Regions from separate parts of the Callithrix jacchus genome. Here region 2 is linked to region 1. The links are chromatin contacts, called in public Hi-C maps. All regions are on one chromosome and are shown on one strand. The core of a region is the stretch at or near the end of the contact, and the rest is flanking DNA. Distances in the headings are between cores, read along the strand shown. Region 1 holds the start of FOSL2 (FOS like 2, AP-1 transcription factor subunit). Region 2 holds the start of RBKS (ribokinase).

Evidence for each region. A called contact is a pair of places that touch in the nucleus more often than the background predicts.
Region 2: a Hi-C map of skeletal muscle shows a contact between it and region 1, with 4 times the contacts expected there. The contact joins the promoter of RBKS here to the promoter of FOSL2 in region 1. A contact is called at or near these places in 2 of 3 Hi-C or Micro-C datasets (both in skeletal muscle).

The regions. Positions count from the first base shown.
Region 1 is chr14:86,655,192-86,659,030 of calJac240_pri, forward strand. FOSL2 (FOS like 2, AP-1 transcription factor subunit) reads right to left here and starts at 1,983. Exons shown (of 4, transcript XM_035272949.3): 1 at 1,031-1,983. The coding sequence starts at 1,132.
Region 2 is chr14:87,161,527-87,165,471 of calJac240_pri, forward strand. RBKS (ribokinase) reads left to right here and starts at 2,048. Exons shown (of 9, transcript XM_017964448.4): 1 at 2,048-2,176. The coding sequence starts at 2,088. BABAM2 (BRISC and BRCA1 A complex member 2) reads right to left here and starts at 1,714. Exons shown (of 13, transcript XM_017964446.4): 1 at 1,594-1,714.

The sequences.
Region 1 (3,839 bases), core at 733-3,232:
GTTAGGGAGCATCTCTTGCTGCAGCCAACTTTGCTAGACTCCACAGATGCTGACAATGGTGGGCTTCACGTCGTATTGAGTCTGCATTAACCCAGCTCTCTCGAGACAGAGCGGGTGGAGGAGCTGCAGCAGAGGGCAGGAACGCCATCAGCACCCCCCTCCACCCCCAGCAGCACCTTCCTGGTATTTATAAACACACAGATCACACGCACAATCCCTCCAGTGCAAACCAGTCCGGCTGCTTTAGAAACAAGTTGTTTTCTGCTTCCAGAACCACCCAGGAGCCTGCGTGATGTCTCTTCCCCCACCTGACCCCCTCTTCTCTCTGCCGGCCTCCTTGCTCCAGGTACCCCCAGACCCTCAAGGTGCTCCTTCGTTCCTGGGGGAGAGGGGCAGTGCAGGCTCCTGCCCCTGACCCTTACAGAAGACGGGCAGGCACGGGCACACAGGCGGCAGGAGCCAATCAAGGCTGGCTTTTTCCTTCCTGACCTTCGCACCTGATTCCCAGAGCGGCAGCCCTCGCCCTCACTCGTTACTTGAAGGAGTCCAACCATGTTTCTGGGTCCCCAACCCCTTTCAGAAAGGAGCTAAGACTGATGGAGACCGGGGAGGAGAGGAAGAGAACTTTCCAGAAGGAATACAGTCCCAGGATGTCCAGAGGTGCCAGTGGGTGCAAAGATTTTCTTGTCTGTCCACCACCCAGAAAGAAGGCGCGGGGGGTGGAGGAGTGGGGAGAGAGGGTAGTTCTTGGAGGGAGGTAACAGGCTCCTGGTAGGGGGTCTACAATTCCAGGAGTTTGTCTGGGTAAAATGTAATGGGGGGGAGGGTGTTGTCTCTTCAAGCCCACTCACCAGTCCCCTAGTTTAAAAGGGCAGGGGGGAAGGGCAGGACGAAAATCCAGAACTTAACAACGGTGGCTGGTAGGTATTTTCTCGCTAAGAAAAGGAAAAGAAAGCAAAAGAGGGCAGTGGCTGCGAGAGGAGGGCAGGGGTCCGCCCGCGCCGCCAGGTGCACCGGGGCCCGCACCTACCTGCTGGCCGCCGCCGCCGCTGGGGTAGGACTCGGCGTGCGCAGGAGAGCCGCTGCTGCCCCGGGACGAGGTGTCAAAGTTCCCGGGATAATCCTGGTACATGATCCGCGGTGGGGGCCGGAGAGGAAACAGGGTGTTTTTCTTCCCCCGCCCTCGCCGCGGCCGCGCACCAACTGCTGCGCGCTCTGTCGTCCGCCTGCCGCGCCGCGGGCTCTGAGCTTCGCTCCTGGGTTTCTCCCCCTCCGCGGCGGACGAGGACAGGGAGGCGGCGACACCCCGAGAACTGCGTCCCCCGAGCGCCTCTTACGGCACTTCTTTCCGGCTCTGCGAGCGCCGCGGGAACAGTTGTCCACCCGGTCCCTCCCTCTAAAAAGTCGGCGCGTCTCTCGGTCCCTCCCCTGCGCGCGCCCTCACGCCCCCGCGAGCAGCCGGAGCTCAGCCGGGACCCACGGCCCAATCAAAAATTGGAAATTAAAAAAGACTGGGAGCCCGGCGAGCCTGGCCTGCCAGCCCCAGGGACCCCCCCTCCGCCCCGATTTCAGACAGGGTCAAAAAGGCGGAAAGAAACGCTGTCCGCTGGGAGAAACTTGTTTCTTCCTTTTAGAAAAGGAGCCGGCGAATAAACTTCCCGTGGCCAACTCGCCGCCGGAGTTTCGGGGCTGCTCGGACACTTGACTAGGAGAAAGCCGCGCGCGCCTGTCCCGCGGCCCCGAGTGCGCCAGGGGAACAGCGGCCCGTGGGGTTGAAGCTGAGTTGGCGCTGAGAGGGACGCGGCCCCACTCCCCGCTCCGGCGCCCGGACCTGCACCCCTTCCCTGGCGCCCGCTCCCGGACCGGCCCGCCTCGCCGGGCCGCGCCTCTCTCTCCCTCTTTCGGTCCCCGCCGAGCGCCGCTCGTTCGCTCGCTCGCTGGTTAGCTCCGAGCCCTAGAGCTCTGCCCGAGATGAGTCACTACAATGGCACGAGTTCAACTCCACACTCTTTATTCTCCAGCCCTGTACCATGTGGATTCACTCACGTCAACCCCAGACTCCACCTTGAGGGAGGAGCGCACGAGGAGGCGGGGGGAGGAGGCCGAGAGGAGGAAGAGGCGCGGGAGGGGAGGAGGCCAGCGCAGCGCTCCCCTCCAGGCTCCGGCTCCCGGCCGCGCTGACGCCAGCCGCGCGCTACGCGCGAGGAAGCCAGGCGGTGGCCCGGGCTGGAGCTGGCGGCCCGCACGGTTCGGGGGCGCAGAGGCAGCCCCGACCCTCCAGCGCCCCCTGCCTACCCTCCGGGCCCAGCGCCCTTGGTCTGTTCCATTGGCGCACGTTGCCAAAGATGGTCATTTGCGTTAGAGGACGCGAGTGCGGGTTTCCTCGCTTTCGGGTGACGTGGAGGGAGAGGGATTCCCTCGCCCGCTCCCGAGTTCGCTGCGGCCTCTCCCCCACCCTCGGAAGGGGCGCGGGGCGGGGCCCCGAGAGCGGCCGCGCGGGTCTCGACTCTAGGTTTTAGAAAATAATCAGCCCTGACGGCGAGATGGGCGGCTCGGTGCGGCACCACCGGGAAGCCGGGAGCCTGGCGCGCAGAGCCGCTTGCAGGGAGGTGGCGGCCGCGCGCGGTCGTAGGCGCCCTCCGCGGCGCCGCCGAGCGCAGCGGGCGCCCCGGGCGCGCAGGGTGCCCGCGCCGCCCTGCGGCCCGGTCATTGCTGGGCGCGGCGCCGCCGGGCGGGGCTGGCCTGCCTATTTTTCCCTCCGTGGCGGGCTGCGTGCTGCTTCCCTTTTTGTTTTTTGTTTTTCATTTTTTCGTCGTACAGTTAATTCGTTAGGAATAGCCTTGAAGATAAAATTAACCAGTCAAGACATTCCGGCCGCCCTCTACGCGGGCAACTAGGACGCATCTAATAAGAGTAATTGGGCGTTTACAAGCAAACTCGACTGTTAGGAATTTAAAAAAAAAAAAAAAAAGGTTGCCAATGAGAGGGTGTGCCCCAACGTTGTCGTCTTCAGCTGTTTTGGAGCGAAGTTCAGGGCGCGGGTAGCCGGACTCTAGGGTCCCCCTCCCTCGCTGGGCGGGGCTGGGAGGGGCGCGGCACAGGGTACCAAGCACAGACCTAGAAGCAGGGACGCCTGACTACGCTATTTACGAGCTGTGAGATCTTGGACGAATTCCTTGACGTCTCTGGGCCTCAGTTTCCTCCTATAAAGCGAAGGCGTTGGGCGACATGACCTAAGGCCCTTCTCTGCTCTGGAGCTCCAATCCTTCTGCTGAGATTATTGTGCGCATGGAGAAGTAGTACTGTAGCAAAAGTCAGGGAACTTAGGTTCTGGCCCAGGGTCTGTGTAAGCCTCAGTTTACCCAATTCTTAAGTAGCGCCAGGCATCTGTACCCCACAGGGTCCTTATGAGGGCCCAACGTTAAGAGTTGTTGAGAGTCCATTGCGGACAACTCGATGTGCACCGTCACACAATTTCAGTCCTCAGTTTCTTTATCTGTAAAGTGGGGGTGTTGATAGAAAAGAAAAATAGAGCCGGGAACGCGAAGCTTTCCTGGGGCTCTATATAAAGCGCTGGCATTTCCGGGACTGCTGGCGGCATCTGGCCGCCTCAAGGGCCCCAAGATACGGTAATCCCAAACAATACTCGGGGTCATTGTTTATAGCTATAAAACACATTCTGTCCTGAACACTATCCCCAAGGACACGCGCGCGTGCGCGACGAAGCTAGGCCAACCAGACTCCTCGCACCTCCGCTGCTGCCCGCTGGGCAGAGTCCCCAGCTCCGCGGGCCCAGGCGAGGGCTATGGGGCAGGCGAACGCGCAAGCCAGCCGTGGGT
Region 2 (3,945 bases), core at 798-3,297, 510 kb after region 1:
TTCCCACGGTACCTATTATTATTTTGTCTGTTTCTACAAAAGAAGGAAATAGAAGCAATATATTCTAAATACCTACTCACTATCAGGCATTATATTACTCACCTCTATCTGTAATTTCATTTACCTCCCCACAACTCTGTTCCCTGAGAACAATAATTGTTCCCATTTGACAAATGGAAGCTAAAGAAAACTTGACAAATAAAAAATTAAACCTCAGCAAAATAAACTAACTTATTCAACATTGGAAGCAAGAGGATCAGGATTCAAATCCAGATTTTCCAAGTCTACTATATCCATCTTCCTCTCAAATAAACATTGATAACTTCGATCACCAAAGAGAAAAACATCCAGGTGATTTTTTAAACTGTATATCTTATAAAATTTGAACAGACAAAAAGTAGTGAATTTAAACAAATGACTGTTTTATCACTAGAAACAAACTGGACTATTGCTGGCCTACTGCTGAACCCGGGCTGAGTGAATCACTAGTCAAATGTTCAAGGGAACAACCTCGCTTGAAACAAAGTTACTTGAAACAACACTTGAAAAGTGACAACAATCCATTCTAATTTAGCAACTGTCGTGACTTTAGGATGATACCTTAGGGAATGAATTATCTTTATTTACAGGGGGAGAAAATTCTCTTTATTATTTATTTTTTGACAGTGCAGTTTCAAGCAGTATTAAAATCAATTTCAACCGCGAGGAGGTATGACTTCTCTAAAAAAAAAGTGGGGGGGGGGGTGGTAAAGAATACACCGACTCCAAAATCAGAGGTCACTTAGCCAAAAACACTGGTCCTTTCGTGCAGAGAATCAGGTACATGGACAGTGGTCACCACCAGTAGTAACTCTTACGCATGGCAGCACTATAATACACCCCAGATATGCAAATATTTACGGTGGTCAGAGTCTCCTGAATGCTGCTTCTGCAATTTGTATTTCCTGATTTTGACATATTGCAAAAGGAAAATGCAAAATTACAATTTTTGCAAGGGTCTGCTACTCCGAAATAAAGTTACATAAGGTCCTTTGATGGGAGGCCTGGGGAATACAAAGACGTCTAAAGCACCATCCAGGTTCTTGCAATTAAAATGAGATGACAAACACGGAAACATGTGCCCTGCTGACGTCATGGAACGGAAAGGGGTGGCATCCTGCTGCGTCACGTCAACGTCATGAAGCGCACGAGGGAAGTTATACTGGAGAAGCAATTTCCCCAAGGGGCAACATTCGAGAAAAACAAGTTACCTCAGACCCGAAGAATGACCACTCTACTCTAGGGGACGACTTAAAAGGGACACTCTCCCGTCTCCCAAACTGTATGATTCCCCTAATCAGGAAATAAGGAACTAATACTAGGGCTTTATAGGGACTACGGGATGAGCCAGATATGGAGAAAGAGACGCCTCTGGCCTTGGGGGCTCGTTCTTGAGGGGATCAGCGTGATGGGGATAAGAAGGGCATCTTTGGAACAGGGGCCTTCCCCATAGGAAGAGGAGTCGAGTCCTCTGGCCATATTTAAACCACGGTTTTCCATGCCACCTGTGCGACTTGGGATCCAACCTCCCCGCACCAGCCCCAGTCCAGGTACCTGGAACTTAGTCCGATCGGTAACCGGCGACTACGTGGGGTACAGGTACCCGAGCGCGCCCCCGACCGACGCACCGACCTGCGCGCGCGCCGCGGGCCGGATGCGTGCGCACTCCCCGGACGTCCCGCCCCGCCCCCTCTGCGCCCTGGAGCAGGGCAGCGTGCGCGCCCCCGCGCCGCGCGGAGCCGGGCACTCAGAAAGGCGTCCCAGTAGTGCCTGACAGTTCTTCCTCAGCGCCTGCCCCGTGCGTGGCTAAGAGCGCGGAGTCTCGCCATATTAGAAGGGCTCTGTTACGTGAGGCTGTGCACGGAAACTATTCCGGGAAGAAGAGGGGTACTTGGTGGGCGGGGTAATTTCGGGCAGTCAGGTGGGCGACCCGCGTAGGCGTGTGAAAAGCCCGCGTCGTTAGGGAGGGCAGGAGCGGCGTCTCTGGTTACTGGATCGGGCAAAGGGCAGAGGTCAGCGTCCAGGTTGGACAGCAGCACCTTTGAGCGATGGCGGCGTCTGGGGAACCCCGGAAGCAGTGGCAGGAGGAGGTGGCGGCGGTGGTAGTGGTGGGCTCCTGCATGACCGACCTGGTCAGGTTAGTCCGGGGCCAGTACTCAGTCTGCGGCTCGGGGGAGGAGTAGAGCCGTGCGCTCTGCGCCCAGCGGAGCTCTTGGGCGCTGGGTCTCCAGGGATGGACAGTGCTAGCTTTGGGTATGAGCTGCAGGTTTTCGCAGCCCTCAGCCTGCCTTCCCGGCGTGGAAGAATTTGAGTCTGTAAAGGTAAATGTCAGGGGAGAGCACATAAGAGGCCAGGGTTTAGTGAAAGCTCTAACATTACTAAAAGCGCCCCCCACAAAAGACCTACCCTCCAAAGACTTGCGCCCCCAAAGACCTTTCTTGGCCCGGCTGCTGAGCCTTTCCCCAAATGAGCCAGGGGACTTTGCCCACGTCATTTTATCTCCGAGAATGTGCCTACCTCATAGGGATATTGTGAGGACTAGATGTAGTAAAGTGTTTCGTCAAGCCTAACATTATCCAAATTGAGTATTATTCGTCTGAGCTTATTGTATAAAATAATGAATCGAACAGAAGTCAAAAAGACTGTCACCTTTCACCATGTTGATTAAATACTGCAGTATTTTATGTTTACATCGTATTTTTCAGCAAGCCAACTATGAATCAAAATGAAAACAAACAATATGTACAACCACCAAAAATTATGACCAAATTATGATAGAAAATATGCCAAATAAAGATTGTTAGGTCAGTAAGACTGAGTAGACAGATCCTTCTGATTTAACTTTTTTAAAATTAAGTAATGTCTGTTCATTGTAAAAGTAGTAATAAATTCAGATATTCCAAGAAAATCCTACCACTCCAGTTACTGCAGTTCAGTCTTTTGATGAATATCTTTTCAGATGTCGTTCTATACTACAGTAACACCTCATCTGTCCTGAAATGTTGCTTTTCCAAAGGGCAATAGAGAATGTGGAGCTAAAGAAAAAGGCGTTGGGGCAATCAAAATAAGTCACCAAATTGCTGCATCAAACCACCTGTATTCTACTCAGAAAATAGTTCTAGGGTCTTCATGTAACCAATTTAATCTTACCTTAAGATATTTGTAGGCTGTGTTATCAAATTTCTACTGAGATTAGAAAAGTGACAGTAGAGAGGAGTAACTGCTAGAGGCAGTTATAGTGACTGATGAAAACTTGAGGGTGAGTAGGAGACTGTGTAACAAGAAGAAGCAACAAAAGAGTTTTAAATACAAATGACCTAATAAATAAATACCAATGACCTTTATTTTTCCACAAGTATTTGAACTATTTTGTCAGACAATGGGGCAAGATAAAAATACTTTCCTTTGGTGACAGAGCATAAAACTCAATCTAGTTGGAGACATTTGTTGAAGAGACTGGTACATCCTTTTCTAGAGCAGGAGTCAGTCAGCTTTCCTGTAAAGGGCCAAATAAATATTTGAGGTTTTGCAAGCCATGTATGATCTAGGTCACATTTTTTAGCGACCTTTTTAAAATGTAAAAATTATTCTTATCTCCCAGCCTTACAAGAACAGCCTGCAGGCCATAGTTCACAGACACCTATGTAGAAAGAATAGCACTGTGCTTACAACACAATATAGCAATTGATTTTACTTGCGATGACTCTTTTCAAGAAAAGATTGTATAGTACTTATTAAATTTTATATAAAAATAGGGCATGTATTTCACTTTAAAAATAGTTTCATCAAAAATATATAAAGTTTAGTAACATAGAGGAATAAACCTTCAGTAAACCTTCATCTAAAATTATTCATTCCATGGAAGATCCACCTAGCTGAATGTTTACCATAATTTTATACGTGAAG